Regions from separate parts of the Sus scrofa genome. Here region 2 is linked to region 1. A link is a contact called in public HiChIP or PLAC-seq data. All regions are on one chromosome and are shown on one strand. Each heading gives the region's core, a stretch centred on a gene start, on an enhancer-like site or on the middle of the called end of the contact. The rest is flanking DNA. Distances are from core to core; before and after follow the strand shown.

Evidence for each region. HiChIP or PLAC-seq counts read pairs in DNA pulled down with a chosen protein or histone mark.
Region 2: a contact with region 1 is called in an H3K27ac HiChIP or PLAC-seq map of alveolar macrophages. The contact joins two enhancer-like sites. A contact is called at or near these places in 10 of 47 Hi-C or Micro-C datasets (alveolar macrophages, blood, embryonic fibroblasts and 4 more) and 1 of 2 datasets of contacts at active chromatin or transcription factors (alveolar macrophages).

The regions. Positions count from the first base shown.
Region 1 is chr3:68,171,094-68,177,681 of Sscrofa11.1, forward strand. It overlaps HK2 (hexokinase 2), which reads right to left. Exons shown (of 18, transcript NM_001122987.1): 7 at 5,958-6,141; 8 at 2,297-2,452; 9 at 815-1,048. Among named protein-coding and RNA genes, the nearest start is that of HK2, 57 kb to the right of the region's middle. Within about 2 kb of position 3,713, at least 5 of the 83 cell types and tissues checked have an H3K27ac peak or open chromatin away from gene starts, as enhancers often do. A contact at or near this core is called in alveolar macrophages, where this site is marked.
Region 2 is chr3:68,304,482-68,311,069 of Sscrofa11.1, forward strand. No RefSeq gene overlaps it. Among named protein-coding and RNA genes, the nearest start is that of HK2, 77 kb to the left of the region's middle. Within about 2 kb of position 2,805, at least 23 of the 83 cell types and tissues checked have an H3K27ac peak or open chromatin away from gene starts, as enhancers often do. A contact at or near this core is called in alveolar macrophages, where this site is marked.

The DNA.
Region 1 (6,588 bases), core at 2,463-4,962:
AAAACCCAACACTATTCAGCTGTCACCACTCATTTCATTAGCTGCTGCCTGGGAAAGACCCCAAAGGAAAACATCAAGAGGCTCTTCTGGACTTTGGCCTCTCTTTGGCCAGTTTCTGCCAACGATCCCAAGGGATCTGAACAGCTAAAGGCAATGGATGTCTTCAGCAAGAAATTCTTGTGTGGTGCCTCCGAGAAGCCACAGTCTCCAAGGCCTCGTTACTCCAAGTGTGGTGTGTGGGCCAGCAGCTTTGCTGGGGGCTGTTAGAGATAAATCTCAGGCTAAATCCAGACCTTCTGAATCAGAATCTGTCTCTTAACAAGATCCTGAGTAATGCATGCACACTTTAGAATTTCTGAAGCACTAGACCAGGAGCCTAGGCAATGGAAGGGCTGAGATCTTCATTTAATGAAGGCCCACTGAGCTGGTACTCAGATTAGGTGAAAACGATGGGAGAGTAAGCAGATGCAATAATAGAGAGCTACCATTTAGATCCCAACTGAAATCTGAGTATTTCAGCACATATGACCGAGGGGTCAAAACGTGGAGGGCAAGATGGGATCCATGCAAAAGCCAGCAGAGCCAGAGAAGCTGCAAATAAGCATGCAGACAAGGAGCCCCCAGCAGCCAGGAGCGTCTGACTACAGCCTCTACCCACGGGACACACCCCCAGCTCCCACCTGCCCAGCTGAGAACCTGTATTCTACAAAGAGCCTCAACTCCATGGCCCATCTCCACCACCCCACATCATGAAACAGAGTTCCCAGAAAGTCAAGCCCTCTGAGGTCCCCAAGCGCTCTGCGTGCTGGCTCACTGGGGGTGTTTCTTGTAGACAGAGCCGTCCACGCCGATGGTGGAGCGCAGCCGCTCCTCGCCCTTGTTCTCCTTGATGCGCCGTAGCACGGCCGCCAGTGTGGCCGCACACAGGCTGGCTGAGCGTGTGGACACGATCTGGCAGACCCGGTGAGTGGCCACACAGTCCTCCTGTGTCGGGTCCAGGCCCAGCCGCACCAGGACCTCCCGGGCCTTCCGGATGCCATCCTTCTCCCTGGAAAACAGAAACAGAAACAGTGTGTGGGCAGGTGTCCACTCAGTGTGGCCAGTATGTGGGCTGACAAGGAAAGCCCTCGGCTGCAGCAGACGCTGTATCTCAATGCAGGCAGACACTGCTTTAACTGGCATCTAAAAATAGTGATAAAGGGTCGGTGCTTTGAGATTAGTCCTCTTAGGGGATCTAAGTACCACAGAAATATGAGTATTTTCATCCCCTCTGAGTTTAACAAGCAGGTGTAGTTCCTTCAAGAATTCCACATAAAGTTATTTGAACTGGCTTACTCCTCTCTTTAGAACCAAAATCACCTCCTCTCCACCACTGACCCCTAAAACAATAAGGCCTCCTCAAGTAACAAGTGGAAACCTCAAGAACAGGTAACCAGAGAGTTCCTGTTGTGGTGCAGCAGAAATGAACCCAACTAGGAACCATGAGGTCTCAGGTTCGATCCCTGGCCTCGTTCAGTGGGTTAAGGATCTGATGTTGCCGTGAACTGTGGTGTAGGTCACAGACATGGCTCAGATCTTGCATTGCTGTGGCTGTGGTGTAGGCTGACAGCTGTAGCTCTGATTTGACCCCTAGCTTGGGAACCTCCATGTGCCACAGGTGCAGCCCTAAAAAGTTACAAAAAACAAACAAATAAAAAAACCCCAAAACAGGTAACCAGGCCCAACTCTTTGGATATTGCTAACTGAAAAAGAAAAATCAGGCCGTCCTCACTCCCACCCCTGCTGCTCTGTGAAAATTCAGGCCTCAGCTCCTAACTTTCAGAACTTAAATGGGTCAGTCTCAGAGCCATCCAAGGACCTATTTTTCTGTTATGAGGCAGGGGTCAGGACAGAGCCCTTTTTGAAAATTGCCAAAAGGGAATCAAACATCAGTGCTTCAGGAGAATGGAGAGGGAATCGATGCAAACAAGTCATTAAGGAGCCCACGGGGAGCCTCCAGCAATAAGCTGAGGCCCATGTGCCCGGCAGGAACGCAAGTGCAAAAGTGCAAATCCCTGCATGGGGGCCAGTGGTCCCCAACACGGCAGGTCACTTGGGTAGGCAGCACATTCCCAGCAGCCAAGAGTGGAGACTCCCTGGCAAGTGAAGTCCAGCCACAGGCTGCCATGGCCATGCTGGGTGAGATCCTTTTGCCATCCACATTTGAAGGGTCAAGGGCCTGTGCCTCGTCTTCATTCCCCAGCTGCCTGACCACCCTTCCAGGGATCCAGGGAACAGAGAGAGACCCGAAGCTTACCCTTCAATATCCGAAACATCTTTGGTCTCAAAGTGGCCCGTGGCAAGGAGTTCAGGACTGAGCTTCCCCCCGAAAAGCAGCTCCTCCTTGGCCATCTTCACCAGGATCAACCTCACCAGCTCCCCCATGTACAAGCCACTGATCATCTTCTCAAATCTGGAGGGAGAGACACACCAACAAAATAAAGTCCCTGCTGCCGCTGACCTCACACCTTCCTTGTGGGAGCAACACGCATACACGTGAGGCTGATGCAGGACAAAGCACTAACTTGCATGGTGCCTACTAGGAGCGAGATGCCTATAGAAGTGAGAGCTGGGCAGGGGTGGGGCTGGAGGAGCCAGGAACCCAGGCTGGCTCTGCAGGTGGGTGAACATGGAGAAGGATGGGTTTTTTGGATTTTTTTTTTTAAATTTTTTAGGGCCACACTTGCAGCACATGGAAGTTCCCAGGCTGGGGGTCAAATTAGAGCTGCAGCTGCTGGCCTATGTCACAGCAACACCAGATCCCAGCCACATCTGTGACCTACACCAGAGCTCATGGCAATGCCAGATCCTTCACCCACTGATAAAGGACAGGGGTCAAATCCATATCCTCATGGGAACTAGTCAGGTTCTTAACCTGCTGAGCCAGAGCGGGAATTCCAAGAAGGATGGATTTTTAGCAGCCAAACCAAATATCCAGGGAGTGTGGGGCATCCTGGAACAGCCTAAATTTGAGGTAAACTGAGTAATGTATAAGGTAGTGATTTTTAATAAATTTTTAATGAATTTTTTTTCCTCTAGCAAGAAAATGCTCCTTAAAATAAAATCTTATATAGAACCTCAATATTTATGTACTAACGGGGGGGGGGGGGTGCATACAGGTAATCAGTCTGATTAAATTTGAGGCATAGGCCCAGCAACTCATCACCTCACACACCTCGTGGGCCATTTGTGGATTTTTTTTTTTTTTTTTTTTTTGTCTTTTTGCCATTTTTTGGGCTGCTCCTGCGGCATATGGAGGTTCCCAGGCAAGGGGTCGAATCGGAGCTGTAGCCACAGCAACTTGGGATCCTAGCTGCGTCTGCAACCCACATCACAGCTCATGGCAATGCCGGATCCTTAGCCCACTGAGCAAGGCCAGGGATTGAACCCGCAACCTCACGGTTCCTAGTTGGATTCGTTAACCACTGTGACACGACGGGAACTCCGGTTTGTGGATTCTTGAGAAAACTGTAAAAACGACCCTGGGCAGGAAGATGGGGGCGCGAGGAGAATTGAAGGGCAGGCTGAGACCAATAAGAAGCAGCTCTAGGCATCAGGTGGTCTTGGGAATCTGGGAGGGAGAAGTCAGAAGCTTCTGAGCAGGCAGGAGACTACATCGCCGAGGGCAGGCAGGTAATTTATTTTTTCAACACTAGGTGACACTGTTTTCTTTAGAAGACAGTCTTTCTCCCTCAGATTATGTGATGGGAGAAACCGAGCCCTTACAATTCCTTCCAGCCCAAAAGGCCCTTGTCTGGGTATCCGGGAAAAGATCTGGGTCCTAGAGAGAGGAGCAGGGGTGTGGAAGGGATTCTGATGCCACTCAGTGCAAACTATAAGAGAGGAAGCTGGAAGTGACCTGCTCAAGACTCAAGGCCAGGTATGGCTGAACGGGAGCTAATAAGAGGTATGGTGGAACTGGAGCTCAGTGGAGAGCTGGCAAAACTGCTTGAGCAGAGGTATGTTTAAAATGTTTAAGCACCATCACAGGCCCACGGCCTAAGAGGCAGCCCAGCTCCAACAGCAAGGAATTCCCATGTCTGCTGGCTTCTGTACCTTCTCCAAAATAGCTGGTTCTGTGTGAGAAAGGGGAAGGGGCCAGCAGGGCTCTGGAGTGTAGGTGGTAAAAGTTGTTTTTTTTGTTTTTTTGGTCTTTTTGCCATTTCTAGGGCCGCTCCTGTGGCATATGGAGGTTCCCAGGCTAGGGGTCCAATTGGAGCTGCAGCCGCTGGCCTACGCCATAGCCACAGCAATGCGGGATCCAAGCCGCGTCTGTGACCTACACCACAGCTCAGGGCAACACCGGATCCTTAATTCACTGAGCAAGGGCAGGGATCGAACCTGCAACCTCATGGTTCCTAGTCGGATTTGTTAACCACGGCACCATGACGGGAACTCTGGTAAAAGTTTTTATTTCAGTTTTTCAATACACTTTGTTTCACTGTTCAGAAATATTTATGTAGAAACACATAAAGAGTGAAAAAAGGTTCCCACTCAAGCCCAATAATAACTGCAGGGAGAGCGGACACATCGGGATATATGTCCTTCCAACAAATTTTTTTTTAAGTAGTTTTGGGGTCTATAAATTTCTCACCAAGCCATGGCAGACACAGCACGTATTCTATGAACGTGACAATTAAAGGACTCACATTTCAATGTGTGAGAGAAGCTTGTGACTTTAACTATGCTTTGAGGAAGCGAGGACTTCCCCTGTAAAGAAAAAGGCTCTTTTTATGGAGCTGGTTTATAGGCTGGATTTTCCTCTCCAAGCGAGGATCAGCACCAGAAGACTTCCTATAATGGTCACAGCACCAGCGAGGCCAGAGAGAGCCTGATTGCTCAAAATGTTTTGTAACTGCCTTCAGAGCTTGCAGCAACCTCTGTCTCAAGATCTTGAATGAGGACATTAGGCAAATGTCTGCGAGTGAAATAATGTTTTGTAAGAGTCCAAAGTAACCAAATACCAAGTCTGACCAAGCTGGAGAGTGTAACATTCAAGATGCCGCATGCTAGAGCCCCTTCTCTCTCTGTTCACTCCAGGACCCTGGCTGGACCACAGGTGCAGGGAAAGTGGCTTTCTTTTTTTGTTTTTTGTTTTTTTCTTTTGTATTTCCTAGGGCCACACCCTCGACATATGGAGGTTCCCAGGCTAGGGGTCGAATGGGAGCTGTAGTCACCAGCCTACGCCAGAGCCACGGCAATGCCAGATCAGAGCCATATCTTCGCCATACACCACAGCTCATGGCAACGCTAGATCCTTAACTCGCTAAGCAAGGCCAGGGATGGAACCCACAACCTCATGGTTCCTAGTCGGATTCGTTAACCACTGAGCCACGGTGGGAACTCTGGGAAGGTGGCTTTCTTAACCAACTTTTCCATAGGCCTGGGGTCTGCCTACAGCTGGGGTGGGAGGCAGGGCCCAGCCGAGCTCACCGGCCAACACTGCCTGAGATCTGGGTCAGAACCTTGGCCAGGAATTAGAAGCCAATGGTCTCAGCCTCATCCTCTGGGCAGTCTCAAGGTGGGAGCTACGAAAGATCCCTAATCTTCCCCATCTCAAAATGAATTTTCTTATGTGATGCACAAACTGTTTCTATGGGCAGCTTACAAACTGAAGGTGGAAAGGAAGAAGAGCAGGGCCACAGGGCCTTCGAACAGGATGGCTCTCAGAGACACAGCCAAATTGTGACCTATGTATGATCTGGCTTGTCCGCTTGCTCTGTCTGTCTCAGATCCCTCTCAGCATCTTAGAGACACAGTGTATGTCATAAGCACAACATTCCCGTAACCAGCGTGTGCCTTGGCAATGTTGAGGGGCTAATAAGACTGCAAAGTGAAAATGAGGACCACCCGCGGGCCCTGGCCGCCCCCCACCGCCCCCCATCCCCAGCCCACCGCACACAGGGGAGGTTGCTCACAATTGCTTCCCGGGGTTCAGAGAGCCCATGTCGATCTCCTGGTCAAACTCGGTGCGGATGTCGTCAAGGGCGCCGTCATCCCCAAAGGCCCCCCACTCCATGTTGATACACATACGCCCCTCGTCACCTTCTACCATGTCGATGTGACGCATCTCCTCCATGTAGCAGGCATTGCTGCCCGTGCCTGGACAAAACAGGGGGACTGCTCAGCACCCACCTGTACTGCACTCCCCCCCAGCCCCCCACCTCCTTCTTATTTACTTATTTGTCTTTTTAGGGCTGCACCCAAGGCATATGGAGGTTCCCAGGCTGGGGGTCGAATTGAAGCTACAGCTGCCAGCCTACACCACAGCCACAGCAACACCAGATCCCAGCCTCATCTGTGACCTACACCACAGCTCACGGCAACACTGAATCCCTGACCCCCTGAGCAAGGCCAGGGATCGAACCTGCATCCTCAAGGATGATAGTCAGATTCGTTTCTCCTGAGCCACGATGGGAATTCTCTTTTTTTTTTTTCTAATTTACTTATTTTTTCCATCTCCTTCTTAAACCCTCTCCTGAGACTTCCTAGGGTGGCTAGGATTCCTCAGCACAGATTCATGGGGCACCCCCACATAGAGCGCCCCAC
Region 2 (6,588 bases), core at 1,555-4,054, 130 kb after region 1:
AGAAACCGTTTGTGGGGTAGGAGGACAGTACACAGAAAAAAAAACTGCGTAAAGGGGGACATGCAGCTGAAGATTGTTCCCCTCTTTTTATTCTTTCACATTTCCTCCTTCTTCCTGCCTGGAACACTTATGTGATGGCTGGATCTTCAGCAGCCCCTTTAGACCGTGAACAGCCTAGAGATGGAAGCCATGCCCTGTGGATGGCAGAGAAGATGGATAGAATGACTGGTATGGGTTCCTCCTATCAATTTTGGACTTCATACTTCCAGACTTCTTTTACAAAAAAATAAAATAAAATAAAATAAAATAAAATAAAATAAAATAAAATAAAATAAAATAAAATAAAGCTCATATTATTATATCACAGTTATTTAGTCTTTTACTAGTAGTTCAATGCAATTATGTGCCTAGTATGAGCTGGGCACTCTTCTAAGTGATGTTAATTAATTTAATCCTCATAGCAACTTTATTTTCTTACACATGGATGAGGAAATCTAGATCAGAATGGTTAAGTAAGTTGCCCAAGGTCACACAGCTAGCAAGTGTCAACCTAAAATCTGATTCCAAGCAAGGCTCCAGAATCTGCATTCTTATCCACATACTGACTGCCTCTAATAGCCCAGCCCAAGCATCAAAAGACGGCTCAGAAAAGACACTGGGCCCTACCATTAGGCAATTGCAAGCCCAACAGTTTAAGTTGGGTAGTTTCCATGCTCTTATGTGTCTTTCACGATATTCTCTGACTGTTCTAAGCAGCAGATGACAGGTGTTGACAAAAATCCAAACTGACAGCCTGCTGCACAGGCCCAAGCTGAACTTCTGGGTGAAATTCACAGGCACTGTGCATCCAGGTGCTGGGCCTCCCACTGCCTCTGGGCAGGCCAGCTGTAGCACCATATTCACATCCCATTCAGGAAGCTTATAGTATCAGTCAGCCTTAGGCAAAAATCTCAAAATTTTGCCCAAGTACAATAGAAGAATAGTTGTAAAGTTACATATTAGCAATCCTTTAGTGTTCCTTTCATAACGCATTTATGTTCAAAACAACTATTCCAGAGTATCATTCCCAGTTTTTCTGTCTGCAGCTGTATTACATTCACAGTTCATAACAGAATAATGATCTAAGTTATTCAGAAGAATCCTTTTTTTTTTTTTTTTTTTTTTTCTGGCAATACTGGTGGAATGCAGAAGTTCCTGGGGCCAGAGTTCAAACCCATACCACAGCAGTGACAATGTCAGATCCTTAACCCACTGAGCCACCAGGGGACTCCTATAATCTGTTATTTTATAAGAATTTGTGAGGAGTTCCTGTTGTGGCATAGAGGAAAAAAATCCAACTAGTATCCGTGAGGATGCGAGTTTGATCCCTGGCCTTGCTCCGCAGGAGGGGGATACAGCATTGCCATGAACTGTGGTGTAGGTTGCAGACTCGGCTCAGATCCCACGTTGCTGTGGCTGTGGTGTAGGCTAGCAGCTGTAGATCCGATTCAACCCCTAGCCTGAGAACTTCCGTATGCCGTGGGTGTGGCCCTAAAAAGTGAAAGAAAAAAAAGAGGAATTTGTCAGATTCTCTGGGACATTTATGTATATTTTTTTTCTTTTTTTTTTTTTTAAAGGAGAGGCAAGCAGAATATCATTTAATTTTTAAAAGAGTGAACAAGAAAACCCTCATTAATATGTATATATTTCTTTAAGGTGTTTTCTAGCCCTTTCTCAGGCAACTTTATGTTAAGACATAATTATGCTTACAAAAAATTGTTACTTTTTTCCCTTCTTCTTTCTTTCTCACCCACAACATGTTAAACAGTCAGGGCTGAGAGCATCTGGTTGAAAAAGCAGAGCTGGAGATAAACCAATTTCTATGAAGGGGGGAATACAAAGAAAATTTTACCAGACCTCAAACACACGTTAGCCAGTATTGCATTAGGACCATGTTTGAACACATGCATTGCTGGGCTCGGGGTTTTCGAAGCCTGGAGAGAGGCAATTGGGGGATGCCTTGATAGTGAACAGGAAGACACCTGCAAATTCCACCACCACCCTTTCCCCCCCACTACAGACCTGTCGCTAATGAATGAGATCCTATCATTGTAGAGCGTTCTCGGTCTTACACTTAGGGCATGCAGATGCTACGGGGAATGACGGCAATATACAACAGCGATTTTCTTCCCCAGGTGGCGTGACGAAGTTTATCAGTGCCTTTCCAACCTAACCAACTGCCTAAGAGGAAATTAATCAGAGCACCAAAAGGGGGGGCTTGTGCGCGTGCGCGCGCACATAACACGGACACGTAGAGGCCAAGCGAGCAGGCAGGCAAGTGATTCCTGGAAGAGTCGGGGCCTCAGAGGAAGGGCTTGGGGTGAGATGAGAAGCCCAGCAGTTTGGAGGCCCTAGGAGGTGTGGGGTCTAATGAGAGAGATGGAGAGAGGAGGATTGAATGTAGAGTCTTTAGCACCGAGTATGGTCCCCATGGGGGCTGGGTAGAAGAGCTGACCATTGGGAGAAAGGGGCCGCTGCATGTGGGCCCGGGGTTCCTGAGTGGGGGAGGAGTATGGATCACGGGAGTAAGAGGAAAAAGACCACGTAATCTGTTGTCTCTTGTTTCATGCAAGCACCTGCCTGGGTGAGACCCACGTGAGTACGTGGTGGATGCTATTCCCAGTCAGCCCTGAGCCTCACCTCACCACTCCTCTTGCCAAGATCAGTCTCCAAAAACTGGTTGCCCAATCACGTGGGCATGAGTCAGGCCCCTGCCAGGCTGAGTACGGCGTGGGTGTGGGCGGGAGCGGGAGACTTGCACAACTCTGAACCGATGAAGTCATCAGAGAAAGCCCAGCTACGGAGAAGCCCCAGAGTGACCCCTCTAAAGCCTTAGAGAGTCGGGCCACTGGGCAGTAAGATTTCTGGCTTCCCATCTGGCCTGGCCCTGTGTGCCCTGTCACTTTCCAGACCAGAGTATTGACAGGGATTATCAGTGCTCTTTCTGTCTGCCTCTGTAAGGGGAGAGCGGAGGATGTGACAAAGCCAACATCTCTGACATCCCCAAGCTTGACTTTCTGTTCCCGTGACTGGTACTGAGCACCCCTGGGCTGGAGACTGGCAGGGGGCTCTTCCCCAGCCTCTGGCAGGGAGGAATGGGGCACCTTCCTGAGGACCACTGGCCTTGGGATCTTCAGGCAGCTTGGGTCTGGGGGGAGGAAGATTAGGGATGCTGAATCTCTCATCCACTTCAGCTCAATGCTGCGGCTTAAGAGCCAGACCAAGCTTGGGGCAAGTTCAGGGTACAACCGTCTTGGGCCTGCAAACCATCTACTGAGCAAAGGCATGGAGCCAAGCTGATAGGAGTAAAAGCATCACTACTGGGGGAGTTCCCGTCATGGCTCAGCAGAAACGAATCTGACTAGCATCCATGAGCATGCAGGTTCCATCCCTGGCCTCACTTAGTGGGTTAAGGATTTGGTGTTGCTGTGAGCTGTGATGTATGTTGGCAGCTATAGCTTCGATTCGACCTCTAGCCTGGGAACCTCTGTATGCCCTGGGTGTGGCCCTAAAAAGACCAAAAGAAAAAAAAATCATCACTATTGAAGGTGGTACAGAAAACAGCAAGTTGGAAAAAGAGGGACCTACCCTTCTCACGTATAGAGCTTGTCACATCCGAACTCAGGTCAACAAAAAACCACAAGTGCAGTGATTCCAAGAGGACATGCCTCTAAGGGAGCATGGGATAGGGGACATTTGTGATTCTCAGCAGGAGGAGAGGAAATTTTTTAAATTTCCTCCAACCACCACCACACCCACCTGCAAAAATTCTGAATCATCTTCCAGTTAAGAATGGCGACAGTATTGGCAGCCAAAAAAGTCCAGAAACTATTCCCTGAGCACCTCCTGTATGCTGGTGCCTTGAGTAGATTCCTCAGGGCACTGGGCAGACACAAGTAAAGAATTACTGCTCCAGTGGGTCATCGCTCTGGGCTTGTCTGCATGTTTATTTACTCACAAGACAGTCTAGCAGGGAGGGCCTGAACCAGCACAGTTTCACCATTGGTGTGGGATGGGTAACACAGGAAGTGACCCTGTGGCTCACCTAATCCACATGCTCAGCCAGACAGGTGAGGTTGGAGGTCACTGTCACAGGCAGTTACCAGCCCAGTGGAAGCAGATAATGAATCATGTGGGACCCAGCCGGGGTCAGCCTCGCAGGTGGACAGAGAGTGAGCAGTATCAACAGAGCCACTTTTGGAAGTCTGGTCAGGCGGCTGAACTTGGGGATTTAGGAGAATTCTCCAGCCTTGGAGCTGGGCAACTGGAAGGTATAGTCAGGGAGGCAGGAGTCCTAGGAGATTGTCGGAAAGGAACCCAGGAACAGAGGCCAAAGGGGAAGCAGATGGGGTTCGGGCCTTGGATCTTGGGAGCAGGCCCTGGATCACCTTGTCTTGGATCAGATGGGGGAGGGCAGAAGAGGGGGAGTTATGGAGACTGTGGATTGGGGTGGAGAACTGTGAGCCCGCCCCAGAGGGTCCCCAAGGCCCAGAGAAGGAGGAGGAGAATTGGGAGCTGGAGATAGAGGGTGAGCTCCTGGGCAGCAAAGGAGTCTGTCATCTGTCTCTTTGGGTACACAACCAGGGCCCCCTCTGGCCCACACGGGGTCCTCATATGAACTGAAATGGCGCCCCCCTTGGGGCAGACAAGTTGGGCAAACACCCCAGAGGTACTCATGGTTCCTTTGTATGAAGAGAAAGACTCTGCTTCCTCCTGCAGGGCCCCCTCGGCAGGACACACAACTGGAGAACAGAGCATGAAGTAGATTTCAGTGGCCACTCAGTCCCTTGGTCGGCATCTGTGTGCCGGCCACAAACTGCACGGCCACACGTGGATGCCCAGGAGCTGCTCGGGGAGAGGGTGGGAAGGCCCCAGTCTCTCTGTCCTGGGCAAGCCTGGACCTCCCACCAGGAGCAGTGGCTGTGGGTGAACTTACCTCCGTGGTGTGAGGAGGCGAGTTGAAATAAGCTAGTCTTTATGCCTTTGAAAACCGGCCCCAGACCTCAGCTACCATCCTGCAGTGTCACCTCTAATTGATTCCTGGCTCCCCCCATGTTGGAATGTCAAGAGTCAGGGCTAGAGATATGCACCCCCCCGCCCCGGCCAACCTCAAGGCCACAGAGTCACAGCTGGAGAGAGACGGACAAGCTGGCAGCCTTGACCACAGGTTTACGGGGTGACTCCTGACCTACACGTTAGAGTATTTACTAGTGATGACTAATATTTATAGAGCACGTAGCAGTTTAGCAAGTGCTTTCTCGAACCTGGTCTCATTTGCTGCCTGTGAGGCAAGGATGAGTGGCTTACCTCTCACACAGGAGAAGACAGACGCGGAGATGCCTGAGGTGGCAGGAGGTGCCGTGGGGTAGGTGGGGTTATGGTCTCTGAACTCGACTACCTGGGTTCCCATCCCAGTCCTGCTGTTTCCCTGCTGTATGACACAGAGCAGGTTGCTTCATCTTTTTGAGCCTCCGTTTCTCCATGTACGAGATGGGAAATTAGTAGCCACCTCATGCATGAGGTGCCTGTGGCAGTTAAAATACTCAGACCAGTGCCTGGCATGGAACAAGCGACCCCAGCATGGACGACCTGCACTCACCGTCAATGATGGAAAATAAGATCCACCGATATGTACAAAATCTCACATGTTTTAGCAACTCCTTGTGGTACAATTCAGATTAGGTCAGATTCCAGTCACATTTGGGAAATTTAATTGCCCATAAGTTTGTCAGTCATAACTTGGCTCCCACATAGAGGAAAGCAGTGGGTTGAGTACTTAGGTAAGGGGCCCACAAACGCAGGTGACAGGGATGAGGGAAGCAGGTGGAGTGGGCCCTGGGCTGGACTGGAAAGTGTGGCCCCTTATGAAGGGGCATCTGGCAAAAGGTGGCCAGATGGGAATACAGGATACTCATTTTTCAACTGAATCTGCCCATTTTTCCACAGAAGCCCCAAACGGTGACTTTTAATGTGAAATATCCTGATTTTTAATTTTAGCAGCTATTTTGCATTTCTTTAAAACACTGTGATGGTGGAGTTCCCTGGTAGCCTAGAGGTTAAGGACCTGGCATTTTCACTGCTGTGGCTCAGGTCACTGCTCTGGAGCAGGTTGAGTCTCTGGCCCGAGAACTTCCACATGCCAGGGATGTGGCAAACAAACGAACAAACACTGAGTAGCCAGACCAGAGCCAGCTGCAGGCCACCTGCTTGTGCCAGCTGTCCAGGTTATCCTCTCTCACGGCGACCTCCTGGAGCTTCAGTGCCTGCTGACCACACACTGTTCTCCAGGCCTGTCCTTTCCTGTCCCCTTGATAGACACCAACTTTCTTGTTTTGCTCCTTAAGGCCCATAGGTGGTATGTCTGCTGTGAAAGTGATGGGGGTTCTACCTGGAAGGTCCCCCCACATCATCACTCAATTACCATGTAATATGAAAAAAGCTGTGCTGTGTAAAATAAGCTGAAATATACTTCCAAATGCAAACAAGCAATGGAAAGTGTTTCTGAAGCTCCACACGCATAAGATACTGTGTATTCACAGGAATTTTTTA